3 separate regions of the Sus scrofa genome follow, and all the other regions are linked to region 1. A link is a contact called in public HiChIP or PLAC-seq and promoter capture Hi-C data. All regions are on one chromosome and are shown on one strand. Each heading gives the region's core, a stretch centred on a gene start, on an enhancer-like site or on the middle of the called end of the contact. The rest is flanking DNA. Distances are from core to core; before and after follow the strand shown. Region 1 holds the start of TBC1D24 (TBC1 domain family member 24). Region 2 holds the start of E4F1 (transcription factor E4F1). Region 3 holds the start of ECI1 (enoyl-CoA delta isomerase 1).

Region 1 (4,767 bases), core at 1,026-3,525:
AGTGGCTACTATGTGCTGGGGCTGGAATGCGAAGGCTGAGGGAAACCCTCTGCCTCAAGTAGGAAAAACAGCTATATCTACTAAATTACAGGATTTTTGCCCCATGCCATTGCGTAGAAGTGTTCCTGATGGCACTGATGCAAATATATACATATATAAATAAGGAAAAGCACTTCAAAGTGCTTCCACTGGTAGACAGGCTCTTGACAAGGAATAAGCAGCTGGGGAAAGACCTCAACACCAGCATCATAAACACAGCCACATCCACTAGCAGGCCTGTGCATTCCAGGCACACGCTAACCCAACAACCTGTGCCTCTTAGACAACCTCTGGCCTTTACTGTCAGCTCAGCAAGTGTTCAACCAGGAAGCCCACCATCCATCTTTTCCCTTACTGAGTGAAGTCACAAGGCCACCAGCACCCTTGCCGCGACGGGACCTTGACCAGGTGCAGCCTGTCCCTGACCTCCAGCGGTGCTTACTCAAGGCTCAGAGAGCTCAGCGCCCAGGGCCCTGTGGAAATGCTTCTGTTCCCTGGCACTGTGTCCGTTCCAAAGGGGGCACGCACCACACCAGGCTCACACGGCTGGATAGATACCTAGGCAGGCGGGCCGGCTGTCATCCTGGAGCCAGCGGAGGGCCGGGGCGGGCGCTGCTGCAGGTCTTCGAAGGCAGAATGTTATCAGAGAATCTGTTGCAAGTGTTGAGTCCAGAAGCGGATTTCCTTCCCCGCAGAGACGGAAAGCGCCCCAAGGAAGGAGTGACACAGAGACAGCTCTTTCCGACCGCCGCCACGCCCGGAGCCGGTCGGCGCGCGGACACAGCCTGGTGGGGGGCGCTGGCTCTGCCCCCGGGGGGATGTCCGGCGGGGCGGGGTCGAGATCAGCCCCGGCCCCACGTCCCGCCCAGGCCGGCGCTCGGTCCGCGGGGAGCTGGCAACGCCAGGCAGACGGCTTCGGGCCCCGGATGCGCGGGCCCCAGACCCCGGACCCGCGCGCCGGCCGCCCCGCCGCGCGCCGGGTCTCGGACAGAGGCCCCGCAGCCAGGCCCCCACGTCCCCTCCCTCAGCACACCGGGGCCGCGATGACAGCCCCCCACCCGGCCCCGCCGCCCCCGCGGTCTCCGCGCCGGGCCGTCTCGCTTCCGCCCGCCCGGCCGCGCGCCCACCTCCGCCCACCCGCGCCGGCCGCGCACCCACCTCCGCCCGCCGCGCCGCTTTCTCCTCAGCTTGCCGAGAGATCGAGCGCCCGCCTTTCTGCGCACGCGCGCACGCGGCCCCGCCCCAGCCGAGACGCGCCGCCAGCTGCCCACCCGGGGCGCCCGCTGGTCTCCGCTGCATCGGGCTCTGGGCATGCGCGCTGACGCCCCGCGGCAAGGCGGCAGGAGCATGCGCCAGCTGTGCGTGGGTCCCAGTGCGAGGAATGCGAGTACGCGCGCTGCCCCCCGCCCGCGGGCGCGAGAGAGTGGACGGGGGCGGGGGGGCTGACCCGCTTAGCAGCCGGCGAGGCGGGAGGCATCTGGGGAGTCTGCAGGGCTGCCCGCGGGAGCCGCTGTCGCTCCGGATCACGCGTAGACTTAGGGACGCGCGTCCGCTTGGGCACGTCGTCCGATCCGGAGCGGGCGAAAGGTGCAGGGGGTCCTCGGGGAGGGACGTGAGAGGCTGAGAGAGACAGCCAGATGGAGACAAGGGACAGGGACACAACAGGCCAAAAAAGAGGTAGAGTCGCAGCAGGGACAGGGACACGGACTCCCAGCAGGCAGAGGTGACAAGCGGGTCAGACGGGAACCAGAGGCCACCATCCTCGTTGGGGGAGGAGTTACAGCGCCCTCTGCTTATCCTCAGAGAGGGTGGGAGAGCCAGTGTCACCGAGCCCCGTGGGGGTCCAGAGGCGTCTGTCGTGGCCACAGTGCCTCTTGGGGAGTCAGAGCGCTCTTTGGCGGAACACAGTCCGTGGAATCACAGCAGCCCTTAGGGTGTTCTCGCTTTCTGTGGGTCCTGGCATCACAAAGGGGTACGTAAATGTTGGGGGTGTCACTTTTAGGAAGGTGGGACTTCTGAGGGACCACGACATCCCAGGGTGGGGTTGGTAAGGCAGCCCTTGGAGTGTTCGCAGAGCCTCTAAGTTCCGGCCCACAGGGGGTTCACGGCCCTCTGGGGGTATCCTTGTGTCCCTTGGAAGCCGCAGGTAGCTCGGGGTGGGGGGGGCGGGCAAGGAGTCGTCTTAATGACAGCTGCCCAAGCAGGCCTCGAAGCCGCTCTTAGGGGCTAGCACATCCCTCTTTGTTGGGACGGGGGTGTCGTTGCGTCTGTCACACTCCTGGGCAGAAGCTCAAGGCACCGAGGGAGGCGCGGGGCAAGGTCGGGGGCTGGTGGGGCAGATGGAGATTCGCGCGACACAAGCAATGACTCCTCGGTAGGCGGATACACTGCAAGAACGTGCGCCTTGATGTGTGGGAACCGCCCCGCCGGCCCCCACCCGGCCAGTGGGGTCAGGCCGTCCCGCAGCGCCCCCGCCGTTCGCGCCGCTGAAGCCTCCGGAGGCGCCGCGTCCACGCATCCCGCCAGGGCAGCACGAGGCTTCCGCGGGCGGCACTGAGACCGGGCCCCCGGCCCCCGGGCCCCCGACTGCGGCCCCCGGCCCGCCCCCCAGCAGCAGGTAGTGGCGGCCCGGCAGTAGGCGCGGGCAGCCGCAGGCTGCGTCCCGAGCCGGCACCCACAGGGCGCTGCTCCCGCGCCGCGCGCGCTCCTCGCCGCTCCGGAACACGGCGAGCACGGCCACCGGGAAGCGTGTCCAGGAGCCGCGCGCCTCGCCGCGCGCGCCCACAGCCACCTGCACCGCTGCGAGGGAGGTGAAAGGGGCGGGGTCAGGCGAAGCGGGGCGGGGCCGGGCCGCGCAGAGGAGCACCCGGCGCGGCGCCCGCGAGGGTCGGAGGGGGTGGCGGAGAAGCACCGAGAGGCCAAGGGGGCTGACGGGGCGGGGGCCGGAGACAGCGGAGGATCTGAGGGGTGGGGGATGGCCTCGGGACCCAGCGAGGGTCAGGACGCCCCACAAGGAAAGTAGGGCAAGGTGAGGAGGCTGGGGGCAGGAGGCCTGCGGGCGGCCTACCATAGTCCTTCCTGCAGAACTTCTTCAGGCTGATGCGGTAGCTACCACGGGCGGGTTTGCAGTGCAAGTCACAGTCTGGGAGGAGGGTGCGGGAGGAGGTTGGCACAGATGCCCATCTCTTTCCCTCACCCTCTCTTCCTCCCCTCCTGGAATCCATAGCCCCCTCCCCGCATGGACCTGCCCCTCTGGGACCTCCACTCACCTTGGGGCTCCACGGGGTTGCTCTCCTCAGTCGGTCCAGGGACAGGGGTCTCTGTGGGGGATGGGATAATGGCCTGCATTTGAGCGGGCCGGGGGCGGGGGTGGGGTCTGCAGGACCCAGGGGACAGGCAGACAGCAGCATGGAGCTGGGGGTGCCCTGGGCTGAGGTGTTCTAAGCAGGGCAGTGCCACTCACTAACGCAGGGTGCTACTGGAGAGCGGCTCTGCTGGAAGCCAGGGGCACAGCGGTTGCAGGTAAGGCCAGTGACGCCGTCCTTGCAGGGACACTGGCCTGTGGTCTGGTTGCAGGTTTTGCCAGCAGCACCAACAGGGTGACAGTCACAGGCTGAGGATAGAAGTGGGATGGTCAGAAGCCCATCTGGGGATGTGGAAAAGTGGAGGGCGAGGGTGTGTGGGTGGCTGATGGCAGGCTCACCCCTGCAAGCACGGCGGTCACTCAGGGCACGGCCCGGGTCTCGATAGAAGCCCTCCCGGCAGTAGTGGCAGTGCCGACCGGCGGTATTGTGCCGGCAGTTGAGGCAGACCCCGCCACTGCGGCGGCCGGACAGTCGATACAGCTCCATGTTGAAGCGGCAGCGGCGGGCATGGCCATTGCAGGAGCAAGCTGCAGGGAAGGATGAGTCAGGGACAAGGCGGCCCAGTCTGAGATCCCCGGGCCACCCTCCAAGGCCTCACCAAGGCAGGCGTGGGCTTCCCGGGCAGTGGCCCGCTGCCATGGCCTGTCGCAGTAGAAAGGCTTGCATCGGCCGCAGTCGGGGCCCTCGGTGCCATGCCGGCAGTCGCAGATCAAGTGGCCCTGGGTGTCCAGCAGGCACTTGGAGGCATGTCCATTGCATTTGCAGCGCCCGCCCACCTGGAGCTCAGTGGCTGAATAAGAGTAAGAAACCACGGCCGCAGCGTCCCTCGTGTCCCCCAGTACTGTAGGCCTTGTGAGCACCACCTGAATGTCTGTGGCGGTCACCCAGTCTTGGAGCACTGGGCTGCTGTCCAGATCCAGGCCTGGTGGGCTGCCGTCCTGCACGCTGAAGGCTAGAAGGCCACCACCGTCAGGCTGGGCCTGGGGCTCAGGGAAGCACAGGGCTTCAGGCCCCGGGCCGGCTGGGCCATCCACGGGGGCAGGCAAACGGCCGTAGTCCAGGCCACAGCGGGAGGAGAAGAAGCCGAGTGGGGCCCAGCTTCGGCCATGGTCCTGCGACTTGAGCAGGGCCACGGAGGTGGGGGGTGCCGAGCAGAAGCGCAAGCTCACGAACACCAGCTCGAAAGCCTTGCCGAGGGGCACTGTGAGGGTCACGTTGAGGGGCACCTGCGTCAGCGAGTCCGACCGCCAGCACACAGGGCTCGCGGTGCCCCCCGCGGAGGTCAGGAGGGCGGCCGGGTGTGCTCGGCGCGGGTCCGAAGCGTCGCAGGCCCGCGTGGCCGGCCGCCCGCACGTGCTGGACG
Region 2 (4,767 bases), core at 1,681-4,180, 200 kb after region 1:
GCCACAGGACCAGCTGAGAGGCCGCCCTCAACAGACGTGGGGGAGGTGGGGCCCCCTGACCCGTGACCACCCCTTTCTCACTCTTAGTGCTTCGCCAGTTCCAAGCAGGCAGCACCTCCCTACTCCAGCAAAGACACCCAGGGTGGGACTTCCCGGAGAACCTGCAACACACCCTAGGGCCATGGCACCTGAGCCCCTCACCATCTGCGCTCACCAGCCAGGCCTGCCCCAGGCCCGAGTCCCCTGGCTGCGTGCCAGGCACCTTACTGGGGACATCATTACATCCCAGAGCCTTGAGGCAATGGAAATAATTACTGCCGCTCTAGAAAGACAATTTGAGATTCAAGGCCACCCAGCTGGTGAGTGTTGGGGCTAGAGCCTGAATTTGAGGGTCTACCCCCAGACACGCTGCTGTTTGCACCAAGGGATGGGGAGATATTCCTTCTGCTTTCGGACGAGTATGCCAGTTCCCGCTAGCTCATGTGCAGCCCCACATCGGGGGCAAACCCAAGCCTGGCGCTTAGAGGAGCCCAGCTAATGACTATTGAATTCTTGAGCAAAGAGCCAAACCACTCGCCCACAAGAGGCCACCTGACAGAGGGCGGTTCCTTCCAGATGGCTCACAGTCACAAGCCAAGCCCTGAGGTGCCAGCCCCCTCCTAACCCTCCCACCCCCTCATGGAGTCTGCCCGGGCACCAGCGCGTTGCTATTGAAGAATTCCCCACCACAGAAGGGGACAGGCCCAGCCATGGGCAAAGCCCAGCAGGGCACAGCCACCTCCAAAGAGACTCTTCCCGGGTAGCACTGCCCCTCCCCAAACTGGAATAAGAAAGAACAAGAAAAAATATGCTGAGAATACACATCCTGTGGGGACAGAGACCCCCACCCTAATATCACCAGCCAACCCCCTCCGGCCCGGCCCCAGTCTACAGCTCCCTGGGACAAGCTCAGAAAGTAGACAGCACAGTTCTGGCTCCACAAGCTACCTGTGCCCTGTGAATGAGCCCTCCGTGTGTCCCCGGAACTGTTCTCAGAGATTCACATGATGCTCTTATTTGATCCTCACCCCATCCTGAGGTGGCAGAGCCCAGAAGTTAAGCGAGTAGGCAGAGGAGTCATATAATCCTGGCATCCAACCAGTCAGTCCTTGATACTTAGGAGCTAAGGGACCTGGTGACTTTCACATCTCTGAACCTCAATTTTCCTCATCCGCAAAATGGGAATGATGACGATGATGATAACAACAACAATAACAGAAGGAATGATAATAAGAGAATGAAAAAGGGCTCAATACAGTATTGCAGCAGCAGTATCCCCATTCTGGAAGGGGAAATGGAGATCCAGAGAGGTGTGTGGTTACCTGCCGAGGATCACACAGCTAGGAAGGGGCAGGGCTGGGACAGAGCGCCCTGCAGCTTTCCACCACTGGACTCTGCTGCCTCCCACCGGGGCTAGAGAGACCCGATGCCCCGCCCTCCTGGAGCCTCCAGCCACACCCCGGCCAGGGCCCTAGAGACCTGTCAGAGGCAGTGTGAGGGGGCCTGGAGGAGGGCAGGGCCCTGCCCAGACACGGAGGCGGAGAGGGGCCAGGCCGGGGCCCTGAGAACAGGGCTGGCGGGAGAAGCGGTCGCAGACATCTACACGGACAGCCCCCGTGGCTTGGACACCTGTGAGTATTCGTGGGTGGGCACCTAGGTCCAAGAGGGTGATGGGAGTCCCGCAGGAGGGGCCCGGGGCTCCGAGGAACTCGGGGGCTCGTGCAAGGCCGTGAGGGGCCCTGGGGGGACGTGAGCTCCACAAAGAACCGGGTCTGGAAAGGCCTGTCACGCCCGAAGCGCAGGCCACCCGGGCCTCCGGCAGCCGGTCTGAGCCGCCCCCACCCTGGCCGCGCCCGGGCCCGTCCGGCCCTGTTACCTTCCTCGCTAAAGGGCGCCGGGAGGCCGAGGAAGCCACTGGGCGCCAAAGCCGCCGCCGCCGCCGCTGCAACCCCGCGGTCGCCTGCTTCCCGCCCGGCTTCGGCCCGGGCTTCTGCCGTATGCGCGGCCGTCACCCGCACTGCCATCGCGCCCTCCATGTCGCAACGCGCCGCAGGAAGATGGCGGATTTACGACCGTGTCGTCATAACAACGGGCCGCGCCCAGGCCTGCAAGAGAAACAGACCTGAGGGCGATGGGGCGGGGCCCGGGTGCGTTTGATGGGCAGGCGGCGGGGCGGGGCCGGAGGGTGTGGCCTGGAACCACAGAGGTGGGGCTAGACCCTAGGTGAGAAGAGACGGGTCGGGCCTGCTGGGAGGGGTGTGGTTACGGTGGAGCGAACTGACAGGCGGAGGGGCGGAGCCAGTGGAAGGCCCTAGGGGCGTGGCTTGGCCCGGCAGGGGGCTGGGCCACCCTGACGATTGGAGCGCTGGGTTTGGGTTCCACGAGCTTCGAGAGCCTGAGAAGAGGGGCGAGGCGGACTGGCAGCGCCACCTGACCGGCCCTGAGCTGGTGGTGCAGCCACGGGTGCCCCGCCTGGATATGAGCTTGAGGGCCGCTGCCAGGACACCGCTCCAACTGAGACCGGTAGAGTGATGTTCGCCGCCCGTCCCCGACCCCTTCTCGGATGACAGAATCTCCCTTGAATGTTGACCCAGCGACCTCGAGACAACCCCCGAGTTGGGGATGGCTCACGGGTAGCTTCCCTAAGACTTTTATTCTCTTGTCTAATTAGTTGTGATAAGTACACATAGAATTTACTGTTAGTGACAGTACACAGTGTCGTGCAACTACCACCGAAATGTAGTTTGAGAAGTCATCATCATTTCAACAGAAAACCTGTACCCAGTCACTCCCCCGTCTCCCCTCCCCGCCAGCCCCTGGCAACTATTTTCTTTCTCCATGGCTTAGCCTTTTCTGGACATATCACATAAATGGAATGACACACATGGTCTTTCGCATCGGGTTTCTTTCACTTAGCATAATGGGGTTTTTTGGTTTTCGTTTGTGTGTTTAGGGCCGCACCTGAAGCATACGGAGGTTCCCAGGCCAGGGGTCGATTCCAAGCTGCAGCCCCTGGCCTACACCACAGCAACACCAGACCCAAGCCACATCTGTAACCCACTGATCAAGGCCGAGGATCGAACTTGTGTCCTCATGGATACTCGACAGATTCGTTTCGGCTGAGCCACGACGGGAATTCCCAATGGTCCCTTTTATTCTTTTTTTTTTTTTTCTTATCTTTTTTCATTTTTGGCTGCCTGGCAGGATGTGGAGTTCCCAGGACAGGGATCAGATCTGAGCCGCAGTCATGACCTAAGCCGCAGCTGCAGCAAATCCAGATCCTTAACCCACTGCGTTGGGCCAGGGATGGAAGCTGCTCCCAGTGCTCCCAAGGTATCACTGATCCCATTGTGCCACAGCAGGAACGCCTCCTTTTATTCTTTTTCAGGTAGTATTTAATTAGTCTTTGAAGCTAAGTGCTTTTATTTATTTTAATTTTTTTTCTTTTTATGGCCGCACCTGTGGCCAATGGAAGTTCCTGGGCTAGGGGTCGAATGCCTCAGCACAGCAACACTGGATCCAAGCTGCATCTGGGATCTACACCACACCTTTCAGCAATGCCAGATCCTTAACCCACTGATCAAGGCCAGGGATCAAACCTCCATCCTCATGGATACTAGTCAGGTTCTTAACCTGCTGAACCACAACCAGAACTCTCTCATCCCCATTTTAACGATGAAGAAACTGAGGCACAGAATTGACAGGACATTTGCTCAAGGGCAGACCAAAGATTCTAACTCAAGTCTGTCCAGAGTCATGGGCTAGAAACCCATAGGGCATGCTCTCCCAGCTCAGTTATTCTCTGTGGCTCAGCTGGATTCCAGAGACTCAGGGGAATCAGATGCCATTTTTACTCCAAGAAGGCCAGTCTCCAGGGGAGCCCAAGCACGATACAACGGCCCGGGCAGGGAGTGGGCAGCTCTGCCCTGAAAGGGCACCAAGCAGATATTTTTTCCATGTCAGGGCTGCCCAGCTGGGAAAGCGAGGACCCTTGGCCTGGCAGGAGCTGAGAAGGGTGAGGCACAGGTTACGTCGCCAGAGGTTAGGCGGGGGTAACAGTGGGGCTGCTTTCTACGGGGGGCTCATTCACCATTCCAGGGGTGTAAGCAGAGTGAGTGCTGGTCAGTGTTTCCGAAGGATCCCTCTGACTGCTGTGTCCGCAAGGAAGATCCAGGAGAGATGGGCTCTGAGAGGGACAAACCAGAAGAGGACCAGCTGGGTTGTTGTGGAGCTCTACGGTTCTGGCGGCAGCTGGGAAGACAGGGCCAGGAGAACACCCCACTTGAGGCTGCCCAAAGGATTAATGGGAAAGCCAGCATTCAAGAGATGGGGGCAGATCTCCACAGGAACAGCGTGGGGAAGGATCCCAAAGACAGGATGGCCTGGGTGTGGGTGGGCACGAGGAGGAGCTGGCCCAGGGGAGACAGACAGCCTGCACTCTCCGGGCTCGTATGCTTTCTATTTCAGAAATCCTCTCTAAAACAATTGCATTTATCAACCATACTTCAATAAAACTTTAAAAAACGAAAGAAGGAGTTCCCGCTGTGGCTCAGCAGGTTATGAACCTGACTAGGATCCATGAAGATGCGAGTTCGATCTCTGGCCTTGCTCAAGGATCCTGCCTTGCTGTGGCTGGGGTGTAAGCCAACAGTGGCTGCTTCCATTGGACTCCTAGCCTGGGAACTTCCATATGCTGCAGGTGTGGCCCTAAAAAGCAAAAAAGAAGAA
Region 3 (4,767 bases), core at 811-3,310, 180 kb after region 1:
CCTGCCATCCTAAATTCAGAGCTGCTCCTTGGCCTGTGTGCTTGTGGCTGATGTGGTTTCTCCTTTTCCCACAGGTCGCGGTCCCCCAGGCGCAGGTCCCCTGTGCGCCGACGATCCCGCTCCCCTGGCCGCCGCCGCCACAGGAGCCGCTCCAGCTCCAACTCCTCCCGATAAGCGGAGCCACGGAAGCTCTGCCCCTGAGACTTATGTCCCATCCAGCTCACTTTCATCAGTTGTCTAGCCAAAGGGGGATGGGTAGGAACGAAGGCTCTCACTCAGGGGCAGGCTTGGGGATGTGCCTGGAAAGATGGTTTTCTGGCTAGAAAGATCCCACGTTTCTAGTTCCTGGGAGTCAGTTTAGTGGCAGAGCCAGCAGGGATGAGCAGGGGGCGCCAGGTAGTGGCACAGCCCCAGCCTGGGAGCACGTTTTTTCCATTCCCTGGTTGACCCGGGGCCAGTCTGGTGGCCTAGTCATGCCCTAACCTGTTGGCTTACAGGGTCCCTCAGGAAAGGATGTGCTTTTATGCAGCTGCCGTTGCTGTTAGTCTGGCCTCCCCCCTACTTGAATCCTCTCTGACCTCTAGGATCAAATACCCTCTCTTACCTGCCCAGAATGGTTTTTACATATATTCTCGTGTGTGCGTGCACACACAGCCCATGTCTTTCTCCGAAATGAAAGTGTCTGGTCGTAGCAGGTCACCACGGAAAGTGCTTGTGTTGGTATTCCTGACGGCGATGCAGGATACCTTGGCAACCAACGTGTACATTGCTTTTTTGGCTTTTATTGTACAGTCAGTACTACAAATTTTCTGTTTTGAGTTTTGTAACTTTGTAGCATTTTAGATAATGTTGTGTTTGTACTTTGTTGTGTAGAGTAAAAGGGCTGTGTTGAATAAACCTTGAATAGTGTGCAGCTCAAGCATCAGGATCACTGCCTCCTTCCCATCCCTTGGCCCCAAAGACGGTAGCTTCAGTTGGAGGGAATTAAAAACACATGGGTACCTGAAAACTCTTGGTTTCATCTCCAAAGTCACACTTGAAGACCTCTCAACCAGGAAAACACAGGGGTGTTGGGCTGCTCCGTAGGCACACATTGTAGACCGGTTTGTTCCACAGGAAGAACTGAAAGTGCTCAGGAGGTTCCAGAACAAAGCCCCCCAGTCATGCACCACCGTGGCCAGCGTTAAACTGGTCAGAACAGTGCACACAGGCTAGCCATCCCTCCCTCGTCTCCGCCTTATAGGGTCAAGCAAATAAAACGGTGGGGTTACTTTTTTTTTTTTTTTTTTTTTTTGCTTTGCTTTTTAGGGCTGCACCCACAGCATGTGAAGCTTCCCAGACTAAGGGTCCGATCGGAGATGTAGCAACTGGCCTACGCCACAGCAACGCAAGGCCCGAGCCGCATATGCAGCCTACACCACAGTTCACAGCTAATGCTGGATCACTGACCCACTGAGCAAGGCCAAGGATCAAACCCGCATCCTCATGGATACTAGTCAGATTCATTTCTGTAGCCCCGACAGGAGCTCACTCGGCTTCCCTTTCTTGTGGAGGAGCATTGGGGGCCTGCCGGCAGTGTGCGGATGCCTCTTGTCCCCAGCCTCACTTGTGTGCTGCCCACGTTTTGTTTACTTGCTGTTTTGTGCATGGTCCATTCTTGGTCATCAGGCTATGATCCCCCCCCCCCATGCCTGTGGCTAAACTACCAGCTGTAGCTGCCACCCACAGGCCGGAGTGCGCACTACGACTCTAAGCTCCCCGTTAGCACCCTTCCAGTGCCCACGTCTGTGGGTGTGATCTGGTTGCTTCAGCTGTGACCCCTGAATCTAGAAGGCAGCTCGCCAGGGTTCCCAAACCCCCTTAGAACCCCTTCAGCTCGCAGCCCTCTCGGCAGCTAACGCAGTTGCCCGCGGCTATGGGTGAAGGTGAAGTACTGGCCACCTTTGGCCCGCTTCCCCGCTGGCCCCGACGGTGACCTTGGTTGCGCCCGGCCCGCCCTCCGGCGGGGCGGCCAGGGCAGGGGGGCGGGGGCCGGCTGAGCCGGAAGGGGCGGGGCGGTCAGGCCGCGACCCCGCTCAGTGCGGTCAAGATGGCGCTGACGGCGGTGTTGCGCCTCCCGGCGCGCGCCCTGCTCCGCCCTTGTGCGTGCCCGGGGCACGGGGGGCCGGGGCGCCGGGGGCCTGGCCCGGTGGGGCGGCAGGCTGACTGGCTTCGCGCTGCCTTTCGCAGGGGCCCTGCTCCGCGGCGTGGCCCTCGGACGGACGGAGGCTGCAGCGGGCATCAGGAACGGCGCGCGGCGCTTCGGGAGCCAGCACGTCCTGGTGGAGCCGGCCGCGGCCGCAGGTAAGCGCCCGGATCGCGGCGGGATCCCGGCGGCCGAGAGCCTGCTGCAGGTGCTGAGGCAGGACACGACGCGGCGGCCGCTGGCGGCGGAGCCCGCGCCACACGGGCCCGGAACCGACATCCAGACCCAGTGAAAGCTATCGAACTTGGAAAGGCTGCGAGATAAAGCTCAGTTTTAAAGTCAGTTTCTTGGAATTCCCTCTGTGGCTCAGCGGGTTAAGAACCCAACATAGAGTCTGTGAGGATGCACGTGCGATCGCTGTCCTCGCTCAGTGGGCTAAGAGTCCAGCATTGCCACAGCAGCAGAAGCCGCAGATCCGGTTCGGATCCGCTGTGGTGCTGGCTGGCCGGATTCCACTTCTGGCCTGGGAACTTCTTAGCCGCAAGTACTTCTGTAAAAAGGAAAACAGAGTTTCTGTTGAGTCCAAGTGTTAAGGTCAATAGTCTGTTTGATCCCCCACTTCACTGAAGATAAAAAATGTTTCTGTTTTTGAAGTTTTAGGAGTTCCCATCGTGGGGCAGTGGTTAACGAATCCGACTAGGAACCATGAGGTTGCGGGTTCAATCCCTGGCCTCGCTCAGGGGTTAAGGATCCGGCGTTGCCTTGAGCTGCGGTGTAGGTTGCAGACACGGCTTGGATCCCACGTTGCTGTGGCTGTGGCGTAGGCCAGCGGCTACAGCTCCATTTTACCCCTAGCCTGGGAACCTCCATATGCAGCAGAAGCAGCCCTAGAAAAGGCAGAAAGACAAAAAAGAAAAAAAAAAAAAAAAAAAAAAAGGGGAGTTCCCGTCATGGCTCCGTGGTTAACGAATCCGACTAGGAACCATGAGGTTTCGGGTTCAATCCCTGGCCTTGCTCAGGGGTTAAGGATCCGGCGTTGCCTTGAGATGTGGTGTAGGTTGCAGACACGGCTCAGATCCTGCGTTGCTGTGGCTCTGGTGTAGGCTGGCAGCTACAGCTCCGATTCGACCCCTAGCCTGGGAACCTCCATATGCCGCAGGAAGCGGCCCTAGAAAAGGCAAAAAGACAAAAAAATAAAGTTTTGGAGCATGTGCTCCTTCATCAGGAGCTATTAAATTGGAATGTGAACATAAAGTATTTTGATATACAGTGTTTTCAGCTTTAGTAATACAGAGCCCAGCAGATACTTGGGTGTTTTGTGCGTGTGTGCTTGTCTTTTTAGGCCCACACCCACAGCAGATGGAGGTCTCCAGGCTACAGGTCAAATCCGAGCTGTAGCCACTGGCCTACATCAGAGCCACAGCACCTTGGGATCCGAGCAACATCTGCGACCTACACCACAGCTCATGGCAAGGCCAGATCCTTCACCCAGTGAGCGAGGCCAGGGATCAAACCTGCGTCTTCATGGATGCTAGTCAGATTCATTTCTGCTGAGCCACTACAGGCACTCCCAGACACTTGTTTTAATTAAAGCAGGAGCCACAAGTGAAATCACTCCTACCTGGCCCCTGTGAACACCTCTTAAAAGTCTCCAAAGGGTTTGTTTGGTTGGGTTGGGTTGGGTTGCCTTTGAAGAGGTACAAAAGGTACTTTGGGGTTTTTGTTGTTTTTTGGGGGGGTTTTTTGGTCTTTTCAGGGCCACACCCATGGCATATGGGGTCTAATCGGAGCTGTAGCTGCTGGCCTACACCACAGCCATAGCAACACCAGATCCTTAACCCACTGAGCCAGGCCAGGAATCAAACCTGCAACCTCATGGTTCCTAGTCAGATGTGTTAACCACTGCACCATGACGGGAACTCCCTGAATTATTAACTTTCAAATGGTTAATTTCACCTTATGTGAATCTCACTTCAAAGCCAATAAAACCCGTGTAGCTTCCCGTGGCCCGGCTGAGGGGGCAGGATGCTGGGGGGACCTCACTGGGCTGGGCATGAGCTTTGTCCTCGTGGCTTTCTGACTAGGGGTCGCTGTGATGAAGCTCAGGAACCCCCCGGTGAACAGCCTCAGCCTGGAGCTGCTGACGGAGCTCGTCATCAGCCTGGAGAAGCTGGAGAACGACAAGGTCTTCCGCGGTGTCATCCTGACATCGGTGGGTGCCCCTCAGCCCCCGGGGCCCCGCCGTCTCTGATCAGAGTCCAGACCACCCGTCCCGTGGTGCGGAGAACCCCCCGGCCTTCTGGGGATTGTCGTCCTGGCTGGGGCTCGTCGTGGGGCTCAGGGGGACCGTGGCCGTGGACCGGTGGTTCTTCCACAGGAGACAGCTGCTCCACCTCAGGCCCTCCTGGTTGTGGGGCCGGCCCCCGGGGCACGCACCACACCCCGGGACGGAGTGCCTGAGGACGGTGACATCTTTCTGGGGATCACCTGAAGGCCCCTGGACTCCACAAAGGGTAGATCCTGTGCCAACTTGGCAGCAGCTTCCTGTGCCATGCGCCCGGGCTGCCCCAGAACCGTGCTCT

What was found. Promoter capture Hi-C pulls out the DNA fragments that hold promoters and counts their contacts. HiChIP or PLAC-seq counts read pairs in DNA pulled down with a chosen protein or histone mark.
Region 2: a contact with region 1 is called in an H3K27ac HiChIP or PLAC-seq map of alveolar macrophages. The contact joins the promoter of E4F1 here to the promoter of TBC1D24 in region 1. A contact is called at or near these places in 1 of 47 Hi-C or Micro-C datasets (omental adipose tissue) and 1 of 2 datasets of contacts at active chromatin or transcription factors (alveolar macrophages).
Region 3: a promoter capture Hi-C map of liver shows a contact between it and region 1, with 4 times the contacts expected there. The contact joins the promoter of ECI1 here to the promoter of TBC1D24 in region 1. A contact is called at or near these places in 1 of 5 promoter capture datasets (liver), 2 of 47 Hi-C or Micro-C datasets (embryonic fibroblasts and omental adipose tissue) and 2 of 2 datasets of contacts at active chromatin or transcription factors (alveolar macrophages and skeletal muscle).

What each region holds. Positions count from the first base shown.
Region 1 is chr3:39,570,042-39,574,808 of Sscrofa11.1, forward strand. TBC1D24 (TBC1 domain family member 24) reads right to left here and starts at 2,276. Exons shown (of 10, transcript XM_021086761.1): 1 at 1,198-2,276. NTN3 (netrin-3) reads right to left here. Exons shown (of 7, transcript XM_021086754.1): 1 at 4,003-4,767; 2 at 3,743-3,931; 3 at 3,503-3,652; 4 at 3,309-3,359; 5 at 3,107-3,181; 6 at 2,620-2,838; 7 at 2,389-2,617. The coding sequence ends at 2,490.
Region 2 is chr3:39,770,094-39,774,860 of Sscrofa11.1, forward strand. It overlaps E4F1 (transcription factor E4F1), which reads right to left and starts at 2,931. Exons shown (of 21, transcript XM_021086766.1): 1 at 1,916-2,931. The coding sequence starts at 2,075.
Region 3 is chr3:39,748,682-39,753,448 of Sscrofa11.1, forward strand. ECI1 (enoyl-CoA delta isomerase 1) reads left to right here and starts at 2,061. Exons shown (of 7, transcript NM_001285973.1): 1 at 2,061-2,141; 2 at 2,230-2,343; 3 at 4,270-4,397. The coding sequence starts at 2,090. RNPS1 (RNA-binding protein with serine-rich domain 1) reads left to right here. Exons shown (of 8, transcript XM_003481099.4): 8 at 75-919. The coding sequence ends at 174.